2 separate regions of the Pan troglodytes genome follow, and region 2 is linked to region 1. The links are chromatin contacts, called in public Hi-C maps. All regions are on one chromosome and are shown on one strand. Each heading gives the region's core, a stretch centred on a gene start, on an enhancer-like site or on the middle of the called end of the contact. The rest is flanking DNA. Distances are from core to core; before and after follow the strand shown.

Region 1 (5,613 bases), core at 2,280-4,779:
CCAAAAACATTGTTTCTCAAAGAAGCTACGGATGTAGGACCAGTCTTGTTTGTGTTTGTTTGTTAATTAATTCCAATCCGTTATGGACAGATACTTCTGTAAAGTACAATAAAAATGATTTGCTGGAAAAATGAAGCAGAAAAAAACACAACATAAAACACAAGCCCAAACCTCTACGGTTAGATTTAACAAACACACACATACTCTGTTGACTTGCTATAAAAGTTTCTAAACACTTGCTCCCAGTTTCTGTACTTAGCTCACTGAGGACAGGTGCCAGACAGCTGTGGACTGGCACTCACCCACCGAGCACACTTCAAGTAGCGGCGGCAAAAAGTCAAGGTCAAAGCAGATGGGTTCTGGCCGGGCACGGTGGCTCATGCCTGTAATCCCAGCACTCTGGGAGACCAAGGCGGGTGGATTACCTGAGGTCAGGAGTTCGAGACCAGCCTGATCAACATAGTGAAACCCTGTCTCTACTAAAAATACAAAAATTATCTGGGCGTGGTGGCAGATGCCTGTAATCCCAGCTACTCAGGAGGCTGAGGCAGGAGAATCACTTGAACCTGGGAGGCAGAGATTACAGTGAGTCAAGGTCACGCCATTGCACTCCAGCCTGGGCAACAAGAGCAAAACTCTGTCTCAAAAAAAAAAAAAAAAAAAAAAAGCATATGGGTTCTAATTCTAGCCACCTCTATCACTAACTGGCTGCATGCCTTTGCCCTCAGCCATACTCTCTTCTTTTGCACATAGCCAACTCACGAATCTACTCACACTACAGTCATATGTGCAAAAGAAGATCTCATTTCTTTACTTTGTATATGGAGGATCCATTCTTGGTCGAGCATAGCAAGGCAGGGTGGGGTGATGACATTTTAGTTGTACAGAGTAGACTAAGTGCAGTACAATTGTTTAAATGGTCCCTTTAGGCAAATGCCCAGGTTCTCCCAGATTCCCACCCCACCACCCTTCTCTTCTACAAGACGGAGTTTAGGTGTATGGAGGAAGGGAATAGAACTTATGTCAGTGTTTCTCAAACTTTAATGTGCAAACGAGTCCCCTGGGGAGCTTGTGAAAAGTGCACATGCTGATTTAGCAGGTCTGGGGGCAGGCCTGAGATTCTGCACTCCTACCAATCTCTTGGGTGATGCCAAGGCTGCTGGGCCTCAGAGCACACTTTGAACAGCAAAGGGGCATGAGACCTTATACAGGCAGAGAAATCAGGTCCTTGGACACCCTCGCCATCCCCCACCCCTGACCCAAGCACAAGGAGGCCCCTGGAAGTTTTTCATTGCAGTGGAGTGGCTGGTCTAGGCTGCCCCTGAATGGTAACTGCTGAGGTGCAGATGGCTCTCCCTGACTAAAGTCTGAGGCTGGACAACTCCTGGCCCAACTCTCTGGGTGCATGCACTGTCATCCCCATCACCCAGACAGGCCAGCTGTGCTTCCCTTTGAAGACTGTGATGCCCGCCATCTGGACGGTGACCCAGGCCCACGGGGCCTCGACACACCTACTTTCCACCATCCCCACACAGGGGCACCATCGCCAAACCCAAGGAACTAAGGTCAGCTCTGCTTACCACACCATGCCACTCACTGAGTTTTTCTTAAGCAGAGTCCACTGGATGAATGCGGGGTGCCGCCTTCATACTGTGTCCTCTCCCAACCCTCCCTACAACCGGGAGCAAACATACCACTGCCTGAGGCATGCCCCCTCCCCTCTCCAACATACTTCCCTCCCTCGGGGCAGATCCCAGAGTAGATCACATTGCTTCCCCCAGCTCCAGCTCCATCTTTCCACAGTCCTCCCAGACCGGAGGAACAGCCTCTCCTGATGCCTCGTCCCATCCCTCTTGATACACTGAGTAGGAATTAAAGGAATGTAGGAAACCCTTTTCTCTCCACACAATGCCTGGCTTGCAACCCTATTTCCTCTTTGTGGATTCAAACACAATCTAATTTGACCAAAGCTGAGCAATGTCTTCATTCGTGAGCACTGGCTGCTGTTTATCAAAGCTCTGACATCCATGGGAAATACTGAAGTCCAATAAAAATACTGCCAAGAGCCAGGCGTAGTGGCTCACGCTTATAATCCCAGGATTTGGGGAGGCTGAGGCTGGAGGATCACTTGAGGCCAGGAGTCTAAGACCAGCCTGGGCAACGTAGCATCTCTATTAATTTTTTTAAAAATACTGCCAAAAATGACTCCTGCTCCCTGTGAAATTCTCAGGCCTCTCTCTCTAGCCCTGAGAATCTATGAAAGGGCCATCCTCTTGCCAACTTAGAAGCAGAGCACATTTCCTAAGGAGGCTTGGAGCTGAGGGCTTGGATGACCCTATCCTCCCACAGACAATCCGTAAGCACCTAGTGGGTGTCAGGCACCAGTGGGGGACCAGGGCGACAGGTAAGCCACACAGTCAAAGTCCTGCTTCCAAAGTGCTCACAAGCTTAGAGTAATGACATCACCACCATTACCTATGGTGACACTGTGATCTGCCACCCAGCCTCTCAGCTCTCAACCCCATCAGGGTCTGTCTCAGCTGCTGAGAGCCGCCTGGCTGAAGCAATGGCCTCCAGGGTCAGCCCAGGCCCAAGGACTGATGACTGCAAGGGGATCACCTGGGGACAACTCGGCATCCCTGGCTGGGTATGCTCAGGTTCAGGGCAGGTCATCCCTGGCTAGGCTCCTGTTCATCACGTGGCCGGGTGCTGGAAGAGCTGCACCCAGATGGAAGACGCGTGCCAGTTGCAGAGCTGCGAGCTGTTGGCTGGGGCCTTGGCGCCCTGGCTGATAATCCCACGCTATGTAACCCTGGGCTGAGTGTGCTACACCAAGAAGGGGAGAAGACAGAATATTCTAACAGGCTGTGGGCCCCCGCCGCCATCTGGATCTCGCTTTCCTCACCTCTGAGGGGTCTTTTCCAGTTCCAATATGCAAATGGTTCGTCACTCGCTGTAGAATAGAATCAGAGCTATGATATGCTGTCCACGTGGCCCACAGACTCAGGGAGGGTCCGAAACTCTGCCAGGGCCTACTGTGCTCCTTTCAGAGGAGCACCACCCCACCCAAGGCACCCCAGGGTGTCTCAGGAGGGCAGCCCAGGACCACTCCCAATGCACTGAAAGCTGACTGTGTTCAGTAGGGGAGAGGGGCCCCTTCTCTAAATATTTTCTCTCCAGGTTTGGCTGGAGACAGTCACAGCCGGTCAGGGGGCTCAAAGAGGCGCCAGGCCTGCCAAGAACCACCTGAGGACGGCGTTTGTGAGGAAAACCCAGGGAGCAGGGCTGGCCCACTCCCAGGCAGCAAAAGTACGGGGCCACCCTCCCCTTCCTGGGTTGGAGCCAGGGCACCCACTGTGGCTGGAAGGGAGAAAGGGAGTTGTGGGCCCAGGCAGCCCCCAGAAAACAGCCCGCAGCCCTCCAGTCAGCTGCCGCGTGTTTGTTTTCACAGCTGCTCCTCCAGCTCGGCTGTTCCAGTGAGCAAAGGAATCTGTTTGTCTGAGAAAAAGAATGTGGCAGAGAGGCGGGAGGCAGCCCCAGGCAGCCCCGTCAGCCTCCTCAGCTTCGGAGCTCACCAAAACCAGCCAGCCACCTCGGGGAGTCACCCAAGAGCCTAGATGGTAAGGTCACAGACTCAGAGACACCTTCACCTCCCCCGGCACCCTCCAGACAGCCCTGCTCCTCCGTGGACCAGGGCTTTGCCCAGAGACCTTGGGCAGGTGCCAGGCTGGCAGCCTGGGCACACAGGACAGAGACCCACCCGCCTGAGGTATTTTATTTACTTCTTTCTCATTCACAGACAACCCCCCACCACCCACACCACACACCACACACACACACACACACACACACACACACACACTCTGAGAAGAAAATCAGTCAGCTGTGTGTATGAGGAAAAAGCTCACAGGACTGAAAGCAAACAAGTCTGCAGCCAGGCCTGCCGTGAGGGTGAAGACGAGCAAGCAGAGGGGCTTTCTGCCTCTCTGCAAGGACGCCCTAGGCCCCCTACCCTCGCCCCAGCCCCCAGGCCAGCCTAGTCCCATCCTAGACAGAAGAGGCAGAGCTGGGTCCAGGTAGGGTGAAGGCATTTGCCAAACCAGAGGACCAGCCACAGCCCCCTCAGGCCTGTCATCCTAGTTCTGGAGTATTCTGAGCCGTCAAGCAGGAGCCCAGGCAGAGCCAGTCCAAAGGGCATTCTCCTTTGGGCGGTTTTGGCCATGGGGAGACCTGGGATCCCAAAAGAAGGACTCTGCACTCTTTTGGCTGGAGTGCAGTGGTGCAATCTCGGCTCACTGCAACCTCCGCCTCCTGGGCTCAAGCAATTTTCCCACCTTAACCTTCCGAGTAGCTGGGACCACAGACGCATACCCATGCCCAACTAATTTTTAGGTGTTTTTTGGTTTTGTGTTTTGTTTTGTTTTGTTTTGTTTGTAGAGACAGGGTTTTGCCCTGTTGCCCAGGCTAGTCTCGAACTCTTGGGCTCAAGTGATCCGCTCTCCTTGGCCTCCCAAAGTGCTGGGATTACAGTTGTGAGCCATTACACTCGGCCACACCAGGCACTCTTGATACCTCCTTCCACCCATACCCCTCACCAACCCCCTGCGCTGACCAAGAAGTTGCCCTGTGGGCTGGAACAGGGATGGAAGGGAGGCGAAGCTTCTGTTGAAATTTTCTAGATTACATCAGGCTGCCACCCCTAAGTGATCAGATTTGGTTTGGAAAGTTCCCCACTGCAATTGCAATCTGGCATGTGTTGAATCCCTCAGGTGTGTGGGAGTGGAATATATAATAACTAGTCCTCCCTCAATCTTTCCTAGTCAGATTACTCATCGAGATGCTGTTCAGCACCTCCCCTGGGTCAGCCTCTTCACATACAACACCTCTGAAAGGCTCTAGAAGGTTTGAGAACTTGCCCGAGGTCAGAAAGCAAAAGTGACCAAGAGAAGGTGTCTTCAGCTGGGCTCTCCCAGAAGCAGCCCCTGAAGCAAGGATTTGGGGCCAAGGGATTTATCTGAGGGCCGGGAAGTGGGCAGGGAAGGGAAGCAACTAGGAAAGGAGGTCACCAGAGTGAGACACTGGAGGCCAACCCCACTGAGCTTCTCAGAGAGACTCCATAAAAGATACCTCAATGTTACCCCACTTGGAGAGTGAGGGGGCTGGGGTATTTATCCTCTAGTTCCCATATATCATTGCCTGGGACATGTTCCCAAGGGCATTGCTGCCAAGCCCTCAGGTGGGGTTCTCATGCCCTCAGAGAACGTTCTGGACTGTTGAGTGTCAAAGGAATTGGGGCAGGCCACCAAGAACATCTGCTGCAGAAACTGACCACCGTTTGATGTGAAACCAGAGTCTTGCTGGGTTCCCTGCACCAGGCTGCCCTTTGCCTGGTACCTGAGACTGGGATGTCCAAAGCCCTCCACCTAGTCTGTGGAGTCAGCCTGCTAGTAGCTATGGTAGTAGGTGTGGGGAAAGGTGATAAGAGTGGGAGGAGGCAGAGGTACAAACAGCCTCCCCGTAGGAACCAGTTTGTACCACTTGAATGGGGTTGGGCTTTGGTGTTGGCCTCCCAATGGGGATTCCCTTGAGACCTGTGCGCTGCAACCCTATAGG
Region 2 (5,613 bases), core at 1,592-4,091, 48 kb after region 1:
TGATCTCAGGAGTTCAATACCAGCCTGGGCAACATGGTGAAACCTCAGGATATGGTTTGGCTGTGTCCCCACCTAAATCTCATCTTGAGCTGTAGTTCCTATAATCCCCACATGTTGTGGGAGGGACCAGGTAGAGATCACTGAATCGTGGGGGCAGTTACCTCCATGCTGTTCTCCTGATAGAGAGTTAGTTCTCACAAGATCTGATGGTTTTATAAAGGGCTTCCCCCTTCGCTGGGCACTTATTCTCTCCCCTGCGACTCTGTGAAGAGGTGCTTTCCGCCATGATTGTAAGTTTCCTGAGGCCTCCCCAGCCACACAGAACTGTGAGTCAATTAAACCTCTTTCCTTTGTCAATTACCCAGTCTCGGGTATTTCTTCAGAGCAGTGTGAGAACGGACTAATACACCCTGTCTCCACCAAAAAATACAAAATTTAGCTGGGCGTGGTGGCGCACTCCTGTAGTCCCAGCTACTTGGGGGGCTGAGGAGGGAGGATCACTTGAGCCCAGGAGGTCGAGACTGCAGTGACCCATGAAAGTGCCACTGCACTCCAGCCTGGGTGACAGTGCAAGACCCTGTCTCAAAAAAAAGAAGAAGAAAAGAAAAAGAAAGAGGAGAGAGTGATGGGGGATTTTGAGGGCAAGGGTTTGGGCCTTCAAATCAGGAGGAAGAAGTAGCTGCATGCTGAGATGGAGAGGGGGCTATGGATTGGAGAGGTGCTACAGGGAGGGAGACGGTGGGAAACATTTGAGGAACTTCTCCAGCATTTGGTATGGGAGATGTGAAGGAAGTTGAACAGGTAGTTGGGCAGTTTTACATGTACTGTTTCTGAGCCTCCAACCCTAAATGCTACCCCCCTATCCTGCGTAGGGCAACAGCCGGCCCATGCCACTCCATCCTCTGGAGCCTTTATCCTCTCCCTCCACCAAAGAGAAACAAAGTCACCAAGCTTGCCAGCTCCTGGAAATGCTGAAGACCCTTGTCACCTGAGGTCAACCCACATGGGAAAAGCCCACTTACAGTGAACCAATTGAAATAGAGACCAAGGTTTCCAAGTAAATACAGGGGAAAAAATTGAACTGGGACTTAATCTCAAAAATGACACTTGAATCATAAAAATAAGTTATTTTTGGTTTCATTTATATATGGAATCTAAAAAAGTCGAACTCATAGAAACAGAGTGGGCCAGACACAATGGCTCACGCCTATAATCCCAGCACTCTGGGTGGCCAGGATGGGCAGATCACCTGAGGTCAAAAGTTCGAGACCTGCCTGGGCAACATGGTGAAACCCCATCTCTCCCATCTCTACTAAAAAAAAAAAAAATAATAAAAAAATAAAAAAAAAAAAAAATTAGCTGGGCCTGGTGGTGGGTGCCTGTAATCCTAGCTACTTGGGAGGCTGAGGCAAGAGAATTGCTTGAACCCAGGAGGCAGAGGTTGCAGTGAGCCAAGATTGCACCACTGCACTCCAGCCTCAGCAACAGAGCAAGACTCCATCTCAAAAAGAAACAGAGTAGAATGGTGGCTGCCAAGGGCTGGGACACGGAGTAAATGGGATGTTGGTCAAAGGGTACAGTTTCAGTTATGAAGGATGAATAAGTTCCGGAGATCTAATATACAGAATGATGACTGTAGTTAATAATACTGTATTGTATACATTTGCTAAGAGAATAAATATCAAGTGTTCTTACCACACACAAAATGGTAACTATGTGAGGTGATGGATATGTCAATTAGCTTGATTGTCCTAATTATTTCACAATGTATACATACATCAAACATTGTATAGCTCAAATATATACAATTTTTCTGTTGAACCATACTTCAATGAAGCTGGGGAAAAAATAAGTCATTTCATATTTAAGAAAATGGAGTTTCTAAGTGCAACTGTGCACCACTCTTAGCAGTAACAAAGTGCTGACAAGTTTGGTTGGGAGTTCAAAGCTTTTCTTTTCCCCGACCAAATCATCTAGAGACAAAACAGCCTCCAGTTCACCCTTGACTTTCACACACCATCATAAAGAGGGTCATTTTGGCAAAAAGGTTCAAGGCCTTCATCAGCTATCCCAAGGGTCTCTCTTGATTCTTTGTTCTTCAAAAGGTCCACTTTTGGAAACTCCCATCATGCCTCCTGCCTATGGATCATCTCTTTGGCTGAGAACCGAGCTAACTCACTCAAGATCCCAATTAGTGACTCCTCATGAGATGGAAGTAATTCTCCGGCATCGTCCTCATTTGATTTCAGAAAATCTAGCAGTTCTGGACTTCACAGTTGCACCACACGGTATTGGGCTGTGGTCTGCTTCCTGGCAACCAAAGGGCAGGACATAGGTAGCTGATAAGGAAGGAGTGAAGGATGTCTGCGTGGGGGCAAATTTCATGCAAAATTCATTACTGAATATTTCTGTAATATGACAATTTCTGCTTTCCTAGCCAACCATACAACTGCAGAGATCCACAGAGCTACCGTTTGAGGAATAAGGAACCCTGTACATAGCCAGGGGCATTCTAAAATCCCCAAACTTGAATCCTACTTCCGACTTTGCTAGGACACCGCAGGAATTACCATCAAAGAAGGAAAAAGATGCACAGAAGTTTCCCATTCGACAGCTACGATTCTACAACCCCATAGTCTTTCTAAACCACAGGCTGCATTTTCCATTTTGTTTTGCTGTGTTTTCCTTCATGCGCCTAACTCCGGAGGCAGAGTTCTGCCCCTACAAAGCCACATTCATGTCATCATTCCAAAACTCACAACTCCTGAAAACTTTGAGGAATGTTATTAGGCCCTGTAGGCCAGAAGGGCCGTTTCCAGGGTAACAGCAACTCTACACTAAGGAAGAAAGGCATTTCCCTTCCTATGCTCCTCTCAGAGTTCAGGCCACTGCAGAGAAACCCATGCCCTGAGCCTGAGGGACACTTCCTGTGGCCCTTATGCAACCAGCCCAGCACCCACCCCGAGGACACACAGCCAGCCCCTGCGCACTGGAAGGCCACACTTCCTGCCCCCGATATCTCATGTTGATCTCCTGCCATAAATCTACCCATGCCTGTCCGTCAGCACGTCCCAATCTGTGGTCTGGAAAAGTCAGCATAGATGTGAGAAGAACTCCTGCACAGGCATTTGTTTTTCCAGCCACCTGGCTTTTGTTTTGAGCAAGGTGGAAATGAAAACTGTCTCTAAGGGAGAGAACGCTCCTTCCAGGTGCTTGAGTGACTCCAGGCCCAGAGAGCTTAACCGTGCCCCTTTCACCTTGGCCTGGGTCCTTCTTGACTGAATAAGACACATTTCCGCCATCTAATAAGGAAACTTGGAAATGAGGAAGGAGGCCCGCAGGGGATATCTGGGATGCCCTGTCCATGTAAGGCTTTCTCCCCAGTGTTCGTCGGCTTTCCTGATTGCCTAATCCAGACAGGCTCTGGCAGGGACCCCTGAAGGCGAACCACATTGAGCTGGGTGAGAGATTCCCCCTGTGAAACTCAAGACATATCGAGTTCAAGAACAGGGCTCAAAAGCTTGTGGGGCTAAGGCAGGTCATGGCCACAGGGTCTCTCTACCAGATCCCCCTCCCCCATCTCTGTGCGCCCCACCACTCCTGCACCCATCCACATACAACTAAGCCTTGCATTTACTTGCAAGTTTCTTGAGACATGGCTGAAAAAAAAAAAAAAAGCTGTTTTTGCCAATGACACTGATCTTCCCTGATTCATAATGGAGTCAGACCTTCGAATTCCTCCTGGGGACAGAAGGAGAAGTGACTAACAGGAAGCCCTTGGGATTGTGAGACTTACCCTTGAGAATGGAAGAGCACAGTGGAGAAAAAAATGAACACATGTAACAAAATCAGCGGCAAGTGCAAGGCTGGGCAGTGCTACTGAAGCTCAGTAGCAATTCAGGGAAGGGAACTACCAGGGCAGGCTGACTTGCGGCAGACAGGGTGTTCTTGGGGGTGGTGCAAGGTGGGGAAGTGCTGAGGCTAAAGGTAAGTCTTTTTTTTTTTTTAAGAGTCAGGGTCTCATTCTATTAATATCACCCAGGCTGGACTGCAGTGGCACGATCATAGCTCACTGCAGCCTCAAACTCCTGGGCTCAAGAAATCCTTCTGCCACAGCCTCCCTAGTAGCTGGGACTACAGGCACATAGTACCATGCCCAGCTAATTTTTAAAATTTCTTGTAGAGACTGGGTCTCACCATGTTATCTACCCAGGCTGGTCTCCTGGCCTCAAGCAATCTTCCCGCCTTAGCCTCCCAAGTCCCTGGGATTACAGCCATGAGCCACCGTGCCTGGCTAAAGCTAAGTCTTACAGATTTCCATAGGAAAGGACCAGGCAGGGGGTGGCAGGGCTAAAGCACAGAAGTGGGAATGGCCCTGGCATATGCAGGCAGAGAGAACAATCCACAGAAAAACAGGTTTTGCTTATATTTCATTTAGAGGATTTTCTAATACAGATTCAAGTCATTCAACATTTACTGGTACCTACTATGAGGGACCTGCTATGGGCCAGGCACCATTTTGGGACCTACAGGGGATCTGGGGCTAGTCCAGCAGGACGAAGGACCAGAACAAACAAAGTGACATGTCTGCGTTTGGGTTCCTCAGTAGCCGACCCTGAGATAAGGGTCTAAGTACAAGTGGTATATCTGGAAGGAGGCAGGGAAGGGAAGGTAGCCAATGAGCAGGTTGCTGCTGTGGGCAACTGGGGCACAGTCCCACTGGGGATCTGAGAGCTGGCACAGAACAATTACTTGGGAATATTCCATCCATGGAGTGAGGGAGCTGGGGTATTTATCCACCAGCTCCCATCAGTCATTGGTTGAGGGCTGCTCCCAGGGAGCATTAACCCCCTGGCACCTTCTGCTTGACAGAGAAGGCTCAAGTGGTCAGAAACAGGCTCCAGGCACAGGGATACAGGTGCTGGCAGCTGTGTGCACAGAAATGGTAAGCACAAGGTGACATGGGTGAGGCATCAATAGTGTCTACTGCACATGTGACTGAAAGGGGACAAAGAGGATATGGACCTGTGGCCTCCATAAAGACACCAGGACAAAGTTTCCAAAACACTCATCGGAAGATCCTTGGGGTTCAAAATGCTGAGAGCCGGGGCTGGGGAAGTAGTACATCATTTCAAATAAAAGGAACATTGTGAACAAAGACAGCTGAGCAAGAATCATGTCTGGGAGCTGAAAAGTGTGATTTGGCTAAAGTATAGTGACAAGGAAGGTCAGAGGTAGGGACCTGAGCCACACTGTGGAGAACTCGAATGCCAGGCAACAGCTTTAATCTTCATTCCACAGGCAATGAGGAGCCATTGAAGGTGGTTGAGCAGGAGTGGCATGGAGAAGTGTTGTAGGAACACTAACCTAGCCAAAAAGCAAGAGGATAACTTGGAGGTAGGGAGACTAGGTTAAAAAAAAAATTCCCCAAATGAATGTTAGCCACAGTGGAGATTATTTCGGAAGGGAGAGAAATGAAGGGGGCTCCCTGCGGCTCTGGCCCCAAGAGAAAGGCCCCTGAAAAGAATTGCGTGGGAGCTGCTAAAAGGGGGACCAGCCCCTCGCCTGCATGGCCTGATTGTTCCTTCTGGCAAAGATGTGGGCCCACTCATT

What was found. A called contact is a pair of places that touch in the nucleus more often than the background predicts.
Region 2: a Hi-C map of stem cell-derived neural progenitor cells shows a contact between it and region 1, with 2.0 times the contacts expected there. The contact joins two enhancer-like sites. A contact is called at or near these places in 2 of 7 Hi-C or Micro-C datasets (blood and stem cell-derived neural progenitor cells).

The regions. Positions count from the first base shown.
Region 1 is chrX:40,181,937-40,187,549 of NHGRI_mPanTro3-v2.0_pri, forward strand. No RefSeq gene overlaps it. Among named protein-coding and RNA genes, the nearest start is that of MIR3937, 97 kb to the left of the region's middle. Within about 2 kb of position 3,530, at least 8 of the 24 cell types and tissues checked have an H3K27ac peak or open chromatin away from gene starts, as enhancers often do. A contact at or near this core is called in stem cell-derived neural progenitor cells, where this site is marked.
Region 2 is chrX:40,231,095-40,236,707 of NHGRI_mPanTro3-v2.0_pri, forward strand. No RefSeq gene overlaps it. Among named protein-coding and RNA genes, the nearest start is that of MIR3937, 150 kb to the left of the region's middle. Within about 2 kb of position 2,842, at least 3 of the 24 cell types and tissues checked have an H3K27ac peak or open chromatin away from gene starts, as enhancers often do. A contact at or near this core is called in stem cell-derived neural progenitor cells, where this site is marked.